2 separate regions of the Danio rerio genome follow, and region 2 is linked to region 1. A link is a contact called in public Micro-C data. All regions are on one chromosome and are shown on one strand. Each heading gives the region's core, a stretch centred on a gene start, on an enhancer-like site or on the middle of the called end of the contact. The rest is flanking DNA. Distances are from core to core; before and after follow the strand shown.

Region 1 (7,353 bases), core at 1,248-3,747:
TATGGGGAAGTATGTCAGGTAAAGGTATGGGAGAGATAGCAGTCATTACATCCTCTATAAATGCACAAGTTTATATTGAGATTTTGGGTACTTTTCTTATTCTATCAATTGAAAGGATGTTTGGTGATGATGACATATACGATAGATTACTATAATCTTCTGCGTTAAGCTGCTTTGACACAATCTACACTGTAAAAAAATGTTGGGTTCCACACAATCAATTTGTGTTGAGGCAACATGAAAGAATTAAGTTAGCTGAGTAGTTTAATACATATTTAAGTAGATTAAACATAAACAATTAAGCTGTCCCAAAAAAAGTCAAGAATTGTCTTGTTTTAGCTCATTTAAAACAAACAGTAAACTTAATTTTTGAGTGTACATTGTAAAAGTGCTATAGAAATAAAGAGGAATAATAACTGAATTCACATAATTTTTTAGAATGTTGTTTTCTTAATTTGTCATGACATCTGACTACTTTACTGGGAAAAAAAATGGTTTTAAATGAACATTATCATAGTGTCGCATACTTTGGGATTATGCTAGGTCTTTTTTTGGTGCCGTTAAAACCACATCAAACCTGCAGTTTTTTTTAATGAAATTTAAGTATATCACATTTTAAATTGCAAATCACAATTTTGATCAGATAAATCCAATTAGGGCAAAGCAGTGGCGCACTAGGTAGTGCTGTCGCCTCACAGCAAGAAGGTTGCTGGATCTCTGGTTTGAGCCTCGGCTCAGTTGGCGTTTCTGTGTGGAGTTTGCGTGTTCTCCCTGCATTCGCATAGGTTTCCTCCGGGTGCTCCGCTTTCCCCCACAGTCAAAGACATGCAGTACAGGTGAATTGGGTAGGCAAAATTTTCCGTAGTGTATGAGTGTGTGTGTGAATGTGTGTGTGGATGTTTCCCAAAGATGGGTTTAAGCTGATGGGCATCCGCTGTGTAAAAACTGGTTGGATAAGTTGGTGGTTCATTCTGCTGTGGTGACCCCGGATTATTAAAGGGACTAAGCCGACAAGAAAATGAATGAATGAATAAATCTCAATTAGATTTCTTCTCCAAATCGTGCAGCCCTACTTTTAAAGGCTATTTTCTCAAATGCATGGAACTCAAAATGTGTGTTTGTTCCCAAATCTCCTTTTAAGCAGCTCATTTTCTTACATTTTAGCTCATTATAAATAAGTAGTTTGAAAAAACAGCAAACAGAATTTTTTGAGTGTACATTGTAAAAGCGCTATAGAAATAAAAATATAATTGAATTCACATAAGGAAAGACAAAAAATGTCAATGGGATGGCCTGCAAATAGTCCAGACCTCAATTTAATTGAAAATCTGTGGTGGAAATTAAAGAAAATAGTCCATCACAAGCTCCAAACTGCAAAGCTGATCTGGCAACTGCAATAAGAAAAAGTTGGAGACAGACTGATGAAGAATACTTAATCCATGCCTCAGATAATTCAAGCTACAAAAAAAGTCAGAGATGGCGCAATAAAGTATTAGTGGTGCTTTTTATTTGGTGATTCCTTATCATTTTCATCAGATTTTTGTAATTCCATATTTGTTTTCTGACCTTGATCTGTAAAAACAGTTGTAATTGACTTTTTTTAAGTGTTGCATACAGCCAAAAGGTTAGATTGTTTAATGAAAATAGTTTTGTGGCATGTCTGTGTTTGGTTTGTTTTTCTACACAACTAAACATTTGAATGAACATCTATCAAGAGTGGCCATTCCATACTTTTTGCCAGGGGTTGTAGTAAATAGAAATTGTGTCAGTGCAGTTTTCAGATTGAAGTTCAGTTCAGTTCAGTTCAGTGTAGTGTGATTTTCACCGCTGAAAGTTCAAACACTGAAGAACAAATTCATCGATGTGCAGCTCCCCAAGTCCCAATTATAATTTGATCAATCATTTGTGTAAGCATTAGATGCTATTCTGCAGTGTCTTGCCTTAACTACAGGCTGTGTCTCAAACCCTTTAGAGAGCTGCTAAGCATAAACAGCATTTGTAAGATTACATCACATGTGCATCTGACTTGGGACGCGCCCAAAAATACTACAGTAACTGGCATCATAACGGGACGCTTTCTGTAGGCCACGCCCATCAGCAAGTGGAGCGGATGTATTTGACCCAGATTTATACACGACTATAGATATTATAATAAAATAATTCGATGGAAATTAAACCAGCAAGGGTTAGCACATATAATATGATACAAGCGTATTATCTGCAGTGTCTCTTTCTAAATAAACAGACATACTGACTCAACATAAAGGCTGTCATTCTGTGATGTTACGTTAATTCAAGCCGAATGCAGTCGCTGCTTACCGTTGTAAATACTGCGTCTCGTCCGGCTGCATTTTATCCCGGTCATGTGAAGGAGCGAGATATATTTTTGGCTGATCTTCAAATTGTTGTCATGAATAAGAATCAAAGCATCTCTCATCCGCTAGGCTCTCCCTGATCCGCGGTCACAGCTGACGGCTCGCGGACGCACAGAAGCCGGAGCTGCGCGCCGTCGCCACCTGCAGGCCCGGAGAAGGATGAGGAGGACGTTGACTGGATTAAAATAAAGGTTTGTTTATTTTTTTGATTTTGATTTTTTTACTTTACATTTTTTATTATAAGCTTTGAAACATTACATAAAGTAATAATACAAATTCAGTCATGAGCTATATCTAGGAACATACAGGAATTGCAAAAACACAATCAGAAATAATAATGAAGCAAAAACTTAACAGGTGGGAGGAAAAGAGATAAAAAAAAGAGTATTAAAAATGCTGTAAGAAAAAAAACATTCCAAAATTTAAGAGAAACATCACAGTTATAGAAAAGATGAGATAAGTCTTCCCTATGTATATTACAAATTGTGCAAGTATTATCAATATCCATAAATTTAGATAAAGTTACTTTGCAAGGATACATTTTGTAAAGTATTTTGAAGTGCACTTCTTGAACCTTATTTAAAAGGCAAAATTTAAGGGGTTTGACCAGATAGCTTTCCAATTAATATCAATAATTTTTTAATTCCAATAATATTTCCCTCTAGGAGGAAAATTGTGTTTATTTCGTTTCTTAAAGGTTGTTGTATTGACGTAATTGCAGTAATTGTATCTTTAGAGTTAGATTAGAGTGTTCAAAGAAGTTAATAGTGTACAGTTTTTACTCGCATCATTCAATATTTTCTTCTCTGGAAGTCACTCAAAACAAACAAACAAACAAACAAACAAACAAACAAACAAACAAACAAACAAACAAACAAACAAACACATGTTCAACTGCTCCATTAAACTCATTTATTCATTAATTTAATAATTAATTAAATATTTTAATCATGATTTATAGAAAACATTTACTCTGTAAAACATCAGTTCGAACAAAATTTGAACTATTGAAGTAATTTATTGCTCGAGCGTACCAAAATAATACAATAATGTATTGCAAATTCTGTAGTGTTTGTGAACCATCCTATAGCAACATGTTGTATACTGTATTTATTGTCATTTTTTCATTTATTTGTTAATTTTTTTTGGCTTAGTCCCTTTATTAATCAGGGGTCGCCACAACGGAATGAACCGCCAACTTACCCAGCACATGTTTTACGCGACGGATGCCCTTCCAGTTGTAACCCATCACTGGGAAACACCTATACACTCTCATTTACTCTCACACCACAGACAGTTTAGCTTATAATTCTATAGCACATGTCTTTGGACTTGTGGGGGAAACCAGAGCACCCGGAGGAAACCCACGTGAACACAGGGAGAACATGCAAACTCCACACAGAAATGCCAACTCACCCAGCTGAGGCTCGAACCAGCGACTAGTGTTGCTATAAAGTGATCGCCTGTATTTATTGTAGTATTTCCAAATCTTTGTTAATGTTTATTTGTTACAGCATATTAGTATTAATAGGTCGGTGTGTGTTCACGGGTGTAAGTAACTTTAGATAAATTGTCTGTTAAATGTAATGTAAATACTTAAAGTATACGTTAATTTGTACTTCTGCAAACTGTTGTCTGTTGTAGTATTGTAATAATATATCATAGTTGAAGAAACCTACATTACATTACATACGAACAAATACATTCCTGAATGAATCTGCTTTTGAACAAATGATTTAAGCCAGTGATTAACTTACTCATTCTTAAAACAGAGCCTGCATATGAAATTGCCTATTAAGAGTTACATTGCAACCTCTAAATTAATTATTTTATTAGTGTGTAATTACAATCACAGTGTTGTCATTGTAGTTTTTTAATTTTTCGTTAATACATTTTCTTTTGGTTTAGTCCCATTTATTAATCTGGGGTCGCCACAGCAAAATAAACACCTAACTTATTCAGCATATGTTTTACACAGTGGATGCCCTTCCAGCCGCAACCCAGCACTGGGAAATACCCATACACACACATACACTTTTTACAATTTAGCCAACCCAATTCACCTCGCATGTAGGTCTAGTGGGGGAAACCAGGGAAACAGACCTTCTTGCTGTGAGGCGACAGTGCTAACCTGAGCCACAGTGTCGCAAAACTGTAGAATTGCCACAACAAATGAATTCAAGTACTTTACTATAGTGTAGGAATATGTCCATATATGGAATTTGCCTACATTACGCTTAAATGACGGAATGAATCTAAAACAAATACTGTACTTTCCTGAACAAATCTGCTTTTAAACTAATTATTTAAGTCAGTGACTCATTGACTCATTCTTAAAATCACAGGCTCCATTCAAATTGCATATTTATACTTTACATATACATTAATCACATTGCAACTATTAAAAACAATTTTTATTCATATTATATTGATGTGTGTGTGATCTGAACGTACATTCATCAGTTGTCTGTAGTTTTTTGTTTTTGCCAAAATTATTTTTTCACATGCTGTTTATATATAGAAGTTATACAGTTGAAGTCAGAATTTTAGCCCCCTTTTGATGTTTTTTCTTTTTAAACATATTTTCCAATAATAATAATAATAATTCTGACTTAAACTGTATATATAATCTGCCATTAATAACACACTGTTAAAGTTAATGATTCAGTGATTCACTCCTCACCACAGAACTTACTGAAAGTTTTTTTTTTTCTTTTTACTATTAATCTATGACCAACCAAAACCTGGGCAAAACACACTCATCAAAGATTTGATTATAATAATCAGAACATTCCCATAAAATATAAAGATCTTTTTTTGCCACTATCTCACTCACAGTAACTGAATGTCCTACCTTAGCTATGGTCATCATATACAGTTGAATTATTAGCCCCCCTGAATTATTAGCCCCCCTGAATTATTAGACCCCCTGTTTATTTTTTCCCCAATTTCTGTTTGATAGAGAGAAGTTATTTTTTCAACACATTTCTAAACATAATAGTTTTAATGACTAATTTCTAATAACTGATTAATTTTATCAGTAAATAATATTTTACAAGATATTTTTAAGACACTTCTATACATCTTAAAGTGACATTTAAAGGCCTAACTAGGTTAATTAAGTTATATAGGCAGTTCTATAGACTACCAAAAATATATAGCTTAAAGGGGCTAATAATTTTGTCCTTAAAATGTCGTTTAAAAAATTAATAACCGCTTTTATTCTAGCCGAAATAAAACAAATAAGACTTTCTCCAGAAGAAAAAATATTATCAGACATAATGTGAAAATTTCCTTGCTCTGTTAAACATCATTTGGGAAATATATAAAAAAGAAAAAAAATTGAAGGGGGGCTAATAATTCTGAATTAAACTGTATATAAAGGCTTGCAAAAGTATTCATGCCCCTTGAATCTTTACACATTTTCTCACATTACAATATGTGAAAGACCAACGCAAAGTGACAAAAAAATGTGAAGTAGACAGAAAATTCTACATGAGTTCAATTTTTTTTACAATCTCTCCATCTAATCTGACTTAGCTTCAATTATTTTGGAAGGAAGAATGGGCAAAGATTTCAGTCTCGGATGTGCAAAACTGGTAAAGACATACCTTAAAAGACTTACAGCTGTAATGTCAGCAAAATAGGGGTTTCACAAAGCATTAACTCAGGGGAGCTTATTACTTTTGTACACTGCACTTTCCAGTTTCCAATTTTTTATTTTTTATTTCTTTTTTATTAAGGGCTACCTAGTTGCTAAAAAATTATATCTAGCACTTATTTTCTCTTTAAAACAGGATGATAAATTTCTTTGTTGTGGCAATGCATTCAATATTCCTACCTAAATCAAAAAAAGAAAATTCTAGACCAGGGGTGTCAAACTCAATTCCTGGAGGGCTGCAACACTGCAGAATTTAGTTCCAGCCCTGTTTCAACACACCTACCTGTAAGTATCAGACAAGCCTAAAGCACTCAATTAGTTTGAGTGTGTTTAATTAGGGTTGGAACTGAAGCTGCAGCCCTCTACAGTTTGACTTTTAAATTTTAGAATATATTTCACCATTGCAAAAATTTCAAAAACACATGGTTATAAAAAATGCTGTAGCATAAATAACCATTCTTACTTTTACACTGGTAATCGGCTCATCGTTTCCGCACTTAACACCAGCAGATTGTGTTTCATTTTAAAAGAGCGATGTTTGGGGATATTGAAAAGAATATCAACAGCTTTGGGTGGCCTATATTTAGTGGTGTTACTAAACTCAGCGGTGTAAAGTACAGGCAAGCGGATATTCTCTCTGCATGAGTTCTCACCGATTCAGTCTAGTGACCTTTACCAGTTACTCTATACTATAATGACCCATGCTGGCTCACACGTGTAATTCATTGCATTACCCGAAAACGGCTTACCATAATGAAATGTTTTCATTTCTCATAATGAATCATCCAGTTGGAGCCATGGACAGGTCAGAGCTTGACAGCCGGCCAGAGCTTTTAGCCTTATTTTCAGGTTTAATGTTGCACTCGTGTGGTTCTTTCTTTCTTTTTCTTTCTTTCTTTCTTTCTTTCTTTCTTTCTTTCTTTCTTTCTTTCTTTCTTTTTTTCTTTCTCCTTTGGCTTAGTCACTTTATTAATCTGAGGTCGCCACAGTGGAATGAACCCCCAACTTATCCAGCATGTTTTACACAACACATGCCCTTTTAGCTGCAACCCAGTACTGGGAAAATACCCATACACTCTTATTGACACACATGCACTACAGGCAATTTAGTTTATTCAATTCACCTATAACGCATGTCATTAGACTATGGGGGAAACTTGAGCACCCGAAGAAAACCCACACGAACACAGGGAGAAAATGCAAACTCCACACAGAATTGGCAACTGACCCAGCCGTGACTCGAACCAGTGACCTTCTTGCTGTGTGGCGACAGTGCTATTAACTTTTTTCTCTTTATCGATTTCTCTTTTTCTTTCT
Region 2 (7,353 bases), core at 2,247-4,746, 74 kb before region 1:
AGACCAGAGATGCCAAACTATAGGGCCCGTGGGTCAAAGTTGGCCCATGGTAACCTTTGATTTGGCCCACCATCCCATCTGAGAAGAAAGGGAGAATGATAGGGATGGTTAAGAGATTTGTTGTTTAAAATTTGATGTAACCTTTTATTTGTTCGTTTTATAGTTAAGCTACAAAGAAAGCTTACTGAAATTAGATGTTTTAAATAGTTTTAATGAATCACATTTAGTTCAAAATGTGCATATGGGCATCCGTTGGATAGAGGACAACGAAGAGACTTGGTGAATAAAAAAAGGCAAAGGCAGATTCTGCTCGAATAGTGTTTTCCACATTGAACATTACTGTAATAAATGTGATTGTTTTTAATGCATTTTATTGCAAGTTATAATTAAAAAAAATATTCTGCATTAGGTAATATGATTCAAAGTAATGTTTTCTATTTATTTATAAATATTATAAAATCAATTAGGAAATTACCCATACAATGTAAAATAGTTTGGTATATTTATCTTCAGCCCACAGCTCTCAATAATATTTGTTTTTTGGCCCTTCATACGAAAAAGTTTGGGCACCCCTGAATTAGACCATTAGCATCTTGCACAAAAATGAAATGGAGATAAAAAATTTTTAGATAATGGTCCTATTTAAAGCTTGACTGTTTTAAAGTGTACTAAGACCCATGAAAAATAAAAAGCTGCTCTTTTCTAGGTTGATATGGCTAGGAACTATATTCTCATTTCAGTGTAATAATAAAGAAAGTTTGCTGGTGTACCATGGATGATGATGTTTTGCAGGACCTGAAAATAGTCCCCAGCTAGGTAACTTTCAATGTGACCACCTGCTTGCACAGGGATTGTGTGCCAGTCACACTGTGTAATATTATTGCATTTTTAGACACATATATGATGGTTATAAAACACTACAGTATTTACTTTATATTACTATATTATATATTTTTATTTGTGTATGACATGATTTTGTTCCTGTGAACTCATTTAGTAATTAATTTAGAATTAATCAGCCTTAACACAATGTTCGATTAACAGCTCAAATAAAGGGTTGCTACAGATTATTAGTAATACGTTTGTCTAAATAGTATTTTTCTCTCTGACAGGAGCTGCAGAATTTCGAACAGTTTGTCTTTGCTGATTACACAAACTTTGTTCAAGTGGAGAACATCTATGAGAACATACTGCTCAACCTCTTAAACAATGAAGTTAACAAAGGTAAAGTATTGAAGCCATTTGCAGGGTTCATATGGGTGCTGGCATTCAGTAAAAGTGCTAGAATTGTAATCTAGTGTTTTCAAGACTCGGAAAATGCATTGATTTAGGATAAAGTGCTTGAAACAGCTTAAAAGTGTAATTGTGTTGCTTTCATAATTGACATGAATAAATAGTTAATGAATTATTTAAATTAAAGGGAAAAACTTTTTGCTTTTGCATAAAATGAAAACTCTGAAGTCTACACATTGAGATTACCACTTCATCAGTGAAAAATGCATGAAATTAAATAAAATATAAATTCAATTGAAACGAAGACGACACATTTAAGATGTGAGTAAATTATATTAAATGATTGTAATATAATAGAGGGTAAATGATTGTAATTCATTTATTTTCTTTTCGGCTTAGTCCCTTTATTAATCAGGGGTCACCACAGTGGAATGAACCGCCAACTTATCCAGCATATGTTTTACGAAGTGGATGCCCTTCCAGCTGCAACCCATCTCTGGGAAACATCCATACCCTTATTCACACACATACACTACAGACAATTTAGCCTACCCAATTCACCTGTACCGCATGTCTTTGGACTGTGGGGAAAACCGGAGCACCCGGAGAAAACCCACACAAACGCAGGGAGAACATGCAAATTCCACACAGAAACACCAACAGACCCAGTCGAGGCTCTAACCAGTGACCTTCTTGCTGTGAGGCGACAGCACTACCTACTGCGCCACCTGATTGTAATTCAATGTTGGGGAAATATCCCATCAACATTTTCGCTCAGAACACTTATACTACTATAATACTGTACCAGATATAATCTGATATGTGATAAAGTGTCGATAGCAGGGAAAATAAGTATTGAACATGCCACCAGTTTTCTCAGAAAACATATTTCTAAAGGTGCTGTTGATATGAAATTTTCACTAGCTGTTAGTAACAACCAAAATAATACCTACGTACACAGAAAACAAAACTAATTAATTTACAAATTAAGTTATGCATAATAAATTTTAATAAAGTTAAAAAGTATTGAACACATGAAGAAAGTGGGTTGTAAAAAGTCATGGAAAGCCCAGACAGCAGCTGGATACTCTCTGTAGTTATACAGCAGCCCTGCTCCTCGCCAGTGTAAATAAACATTAGCTGCCTCAGTCAAAACACCTACATTACCATATGATGAAGATAAAACCAGTGTCGACATTTCAGCAAGACAATGATCTCGATTACAGCAATGAAAACTCAACTGCTTTCAGAAAAGAAAACAAAGCTACAAGAATGGCCCAGCCAATCACATGATCTGAATCCAATATAATATAAGAACTAAAGATGAGATTTTATAGAAGAGACCCACAGAAACGTCAAGAATTTTAGACTTGGAGGAAAAAAAACAGCTGTGCAGTTAACAAAAAAACCCTAAAATATTTCAATAGATCAGTCATTTCTCCTCATCATGTCACTCCATTGCTATTACACATTTTTCAGATTTTTTTTTTATTGTTTAAGTTTTAAAAAAGTCTGGGTCAATTTTTATGTCAACAGCTACTTTAGAAAAATATTTACCTCGACAAATCATGCCAATACTTATTTTACCTGCCGTATTTATGTAAATATGTAACATCTATCAATATGTCTACTTTGTGTTTACAGTGGTAAAGGAAGCAGCCAGTCTGAAGAAGAACAACCTGTTTGCTGACAGCACTGACCTGCAGTGTGTAAGTCAAAGCAGTCTGGCGGACAGCCGGACGCCGCCGCTCTCTGCTCCATCAAGCCCACCACCAGTGCAGGCCTCGGTGACCCCCTCTCGACAGCCAGAGCTTATGATCCACCAAATCTCCCAGCAGACCACAGTCATTCCAGTGCTGAAGATCACACCTGAAACACCTCAAGCAGATCTCCCGCCAACATTACTCAACAGTTCATCATCTCTCATTCCAGAAGTTTCCTCAAGCGAACCTGCAAATGTCTCACCAGCTGAGGAGTCGTCATCTTCTCAACCCGAGTCGACTTCATCTAAAGTAAAGGATGAAGATGGATCTGTTAGCTCAGACCGAGCGGTTTATCTTAATTCTACAAACACAGAAAGTCCTGTTCCTTTCGTTGATGCATCTGAAAATGGAAATGTAGAGGAAGAGGCAAGTTCTTCACAGTCTGAAACCAAATGTGTCCAACCTGATGGACCCGTTGAAGAAACTGTGGAGAAGATTGTGAGTGTTGAAGCAGCGCCTTCTAGCGAGGAGGACGGAAATGACACACAAGTCAGTCCTGTTTCTCCCCTTGACTGTGATGTTCCAGTAGGCGGCGCTGTTGCTTTAGCAGCAGATGTGGTGGAGAAGTGCAGCGTTTCAGCAGATCCAGAAGAGGAAAGCGCTGACGGTGTGCAGAGCATCAGAGATCTTATCATGGAGGTCATCGAGGTGGAGGAGACGGTGAGACCCTGTGCCGAAAACCTGCCTTAACCATGCTTGGATGAGAAGATTCTAGAAAACCATCCAGCTCTGCTAACTAATGCAACTACAGTGTTATTTTTTACATTTCATTATCATTGACATTTTATATACTTTGACCTGCATAGCAAACAAGTGCCTGTGTAAACAGAATTCACTCTCTTTTTTAATATTATCTTGCATCATATTAACAACAATTAACAATAATAGAAATAAATTAAAGCTATATATATATATGGGTCAAAGATGGGACATTTCAATCCGGTGTCTCCATCAAATTAAATCGACAAATGTACATAGAAAGAATGTTAAATTCATGTATTTAATGCTTTAAAAAAAGACTGAAATAATCAACATTCATCGTAACGGATACATGAATGGAAAAATTAGTCAACACTTATTCTGACCTGTACTTTTAAAAATGTATAAAAGATAATACTAAATTGTATTATAATTAAAATGACTACGACTGACAAGGGGTAAATCATAGTAGTTTGATAGATAATGCAATGTTTGAATGAATAAAATAAAAAAAAGTACTTTAGTGTTATACTTTGATCATTAATTTGTTAATGTTAATCTCAATATACAGTGAATGATATTTTAGTCAATGTCCTTGTAAATCTTGGCAAAATTATAAATTTTTCGCTCGCAAACACTTTTTTCTTTTGTTTGGCTCCAATAAAAAAAAAGGAAGGAAGGAAAATATATATATATATATATATTTTTTTTTTTTTTTTTGAATGAAATGTTAATGGTCTTATCCAATTCAATGATTTATGCTAAGCTAAAAGTCTTGACTTCCATAGTATGGGGGGAAAATACTAAGGACAACACACACACACACACACACACACACACACACACACACACACACACACACACACACACACACACACACACACACACACACACACACACACACACACACACACACACACACACACACACACACACACACACACACACACACACACACACACACACACACAAAAACACACACACGCAAAAAAGTTTGGGGTCAGGAGGATTTTTAAATGTTTTAAAATAAGCTTCTGCTCACCAAAGCTGCATTTATTTAATCAAAAATACAGTATAAATGGTAAAATTGTAAAATGTTATTGCACTATTAAATAACTCTTTAAAAGTAGTTTATCATTTAATTTAATAATTTATTCCAGTGATTTTAAAGAGGAATTTTCAGCTTCATTACTCCAGTCTTCAGTCACATGATCCTTCAGAAATCACTCTAACAATTATGTTTTTTTTAAATTATAATAATAATAATAATTATTATTATTAATGGTAATAGTAATGAAAACAATAATGACTGGAGTAATAATGTCATTTGAAATTACATACAATAAGAAAGTAGTTATTCAAAATTGTAATAAATATTTAACAATTAAAAAAATATGTTCAATAAACGTCACCTTGTTGAACAGAATCCTTTTAATTTCATTTCCCTAAACTTTTCATCTGTAGCGTGTGTATACACACACACACACACACACACACACACACACACACACACACACACACACACACACACACACACACACACACACACGTATATACATATGTACATACACACACACACACACATTTTTTTTTGAGCTGCTAAGGTCACTTTATACTAAGGGTATTTTTTTTGATTGGCTAATGACTTGCCTAATTAATCGAACTTGCCTAATAAATCTAGTTAAGTCTTTAAATGGCACCTTAGACTGAATACAAGTATCTTCCAAAAATAAGTAGTAAAATATTATGTTCTGTTATTATGGCTAAGACAAACTTTTATAAATTACTAAAACAATTTTTTTAAGTTTAAAAATGCAGGAAAAATGATTAAACTTGATTAAACAGCACTTGGGAATTTAAGTTTCACTGGAGGGCTAATAACATTGTACAGAATTTTTAGCCCCCTGAATTATTAGCTCCCCCTGTTTATTTTTTCCCCAATGCCTGTTTCTCTCAATGTCTGAAAGATTTTTTCAACTTAATAACTCATTTATTTTATCTTTGCCATGATGACAGTAAATCATTTTTGACTAGATATTTTTAAGACACTTCCATACAGCTTAAAGTGACATTTAAAGGCTTAACTAGGGAAATTAGGCAAGTGATTGTATAATGATGGTATGTTCTGTAGACTATCTGAAAAAATACAGCTTAAAGGAGATAATAATATTGACCTTAAAATGGTTTAAAAATTAAAAACTGTTTTTATTCTAGCCTAAATAACACAAATAAGACTTTCTCCAGAGGAAAAAATATTATCAGACATAATGTGAAAATGTCCTTTCTCTGTTAAACATCATTTGGGAAAAAGAAAAAAGCATTTAAAGGGGGCTAATAATTCTGACTTCAACTGTATATACAGTGCATATCCTTTTGATGATTGACCCACATATATGGCTGTTTATTTTCTTCTGTCTTTCTTATAATGGTTAATACTTCATTTTAAAGTAGGAACATTTTAGTTACACTGTTTAAATGAAATGACAAGAACTAGAAACTCTACATTTGAATATGGTACACAAATGTTTTTTAGTGGACTGACTAATTTATTAAAGCGTTGCGCTGGCCTGTACAGTCAACTCCTTCCTTACAGTAAATAGCAGGAGATTATGCTGATCACTAAACCATTATTTTGTACCTTGCTGTAGATTTTCTGAAAACGAGACAGTATTTTTGTACATATGATTTCCTCAAGAAGACCAGAAGAGTCTGTTCAATAAACTTTTTTTTTTCACAAAACAGAAACGCCGCATCAGTGCATGGTCTTTATTTCTTCCATTTGCAGTAAAGGACAGTCGATTCACATTAGTCTGTTAAACTCACAGGATCATTCTAGCAGCAAAGGCCGAGATGTCAGGAGGCACGATTTGGGTCTGGAATCACAGAGCGATCGAATCCTGAATTCATTGTCATAACTTAAAACAGCATTACAGTACTGTAAAATAAGACGGACGCGTGCTACATCTCAAGTAAAAACAATGACATAAAAAACAACAACCAGAGGCAACATTTAGCACCTTATTATAGGATTATACAACTAGAGGAGTTTCACAGCAATGAATCCTGCACATTGTTAGGTAGTTCATTCATAAATATGTCAGAGATGTATTATGTGCTATTCGACAAACACACTAAGTATTTCTGCTAAATATTATTTGAATAGTGCAAGGTATTATTTTCCATAGAGTGAGTAATGCTACGTTTTCATGAAGCTGTTGATATAAATGTATGTATGAGGTTATTACATATAGTTTATAATTTGCAAAAGATCAATTAACAGCATTTTGGATGACTAATATTTAGTGATTATGAAGATTTGAACAAATCTATTCCAGTTCAGTGAATATAGTGTTAAAGTGAACTTCCTGAAATATAAAAACAAATTAACATAAAATGTTAAGCAAAACATAAATAAATGAAGACTATTCTGAAGGTCAGATGTAACTGTAATCATATTTAGCTCAGATACTTTCATTCAACTTTACCCTGTATGTGTCGCTCAGATCTAAGACTACAGCACTATATCTGAACTTTCATAAATAATATCAACACCTTACAACTAAGTATTGATTTTATTCATGAACGATCAGATAAACAGATCTATACATTCATATTTAAATGTACTTAGACCACCAATCTGCTTAATAATATACATTAA

The links. A called contact is a pair of places that touch in the nucleus more often than the background predicts.
Region 2: a Micro-C map of caudal fin shows a contact between it and region 1, with 4 times the contacts expected there. The contact joins the enhancer-like site here to the promoter of kifap3b in region 1. A contact is called at or near these places in 2 of 18 Hi-C or Micro-C datasets (caudal fin and an unstated tissue).

The regions. Positions count from the first base shown.
Region 1 is chr2:26,547,654-26,555,006 of GRCz12tu, reverse strand. kifap3b (kinesin-associated protein 3b) reads right to left here and starts at 2,497. Exons shown (of 20, transcript NM_001144045.1): 1 at 2,320-2,497. The coding sequence starts at 2,351.
Region 2 is chr2:26,622,239-26,629,591 of GRCz12tu, reverse strand. niban1b (niban apoptosis regulator 1b) reads left to right here. Exons shown (of 14, transcript XM_684820.9): 13 at 1,113-1,224; 14 at 2,878-4,221. The coding sequence ends at 3,686. It overlaps kifap3b (kinesin-associated protein 3b), which reads right to left. Exons shown (of 20, transcript NM_001144045.1): 20 at 6,451-7,353. Among named protein-coding and RNA genes, the nearest start is that of niban1b, 53 kb to the left of the region's middle. Within about 2 kb of position 3,496, at least 4 of the 62 cell types and tissues checked have an H3K27ac peak or open chromatin away from gene starts, as enhancers often do.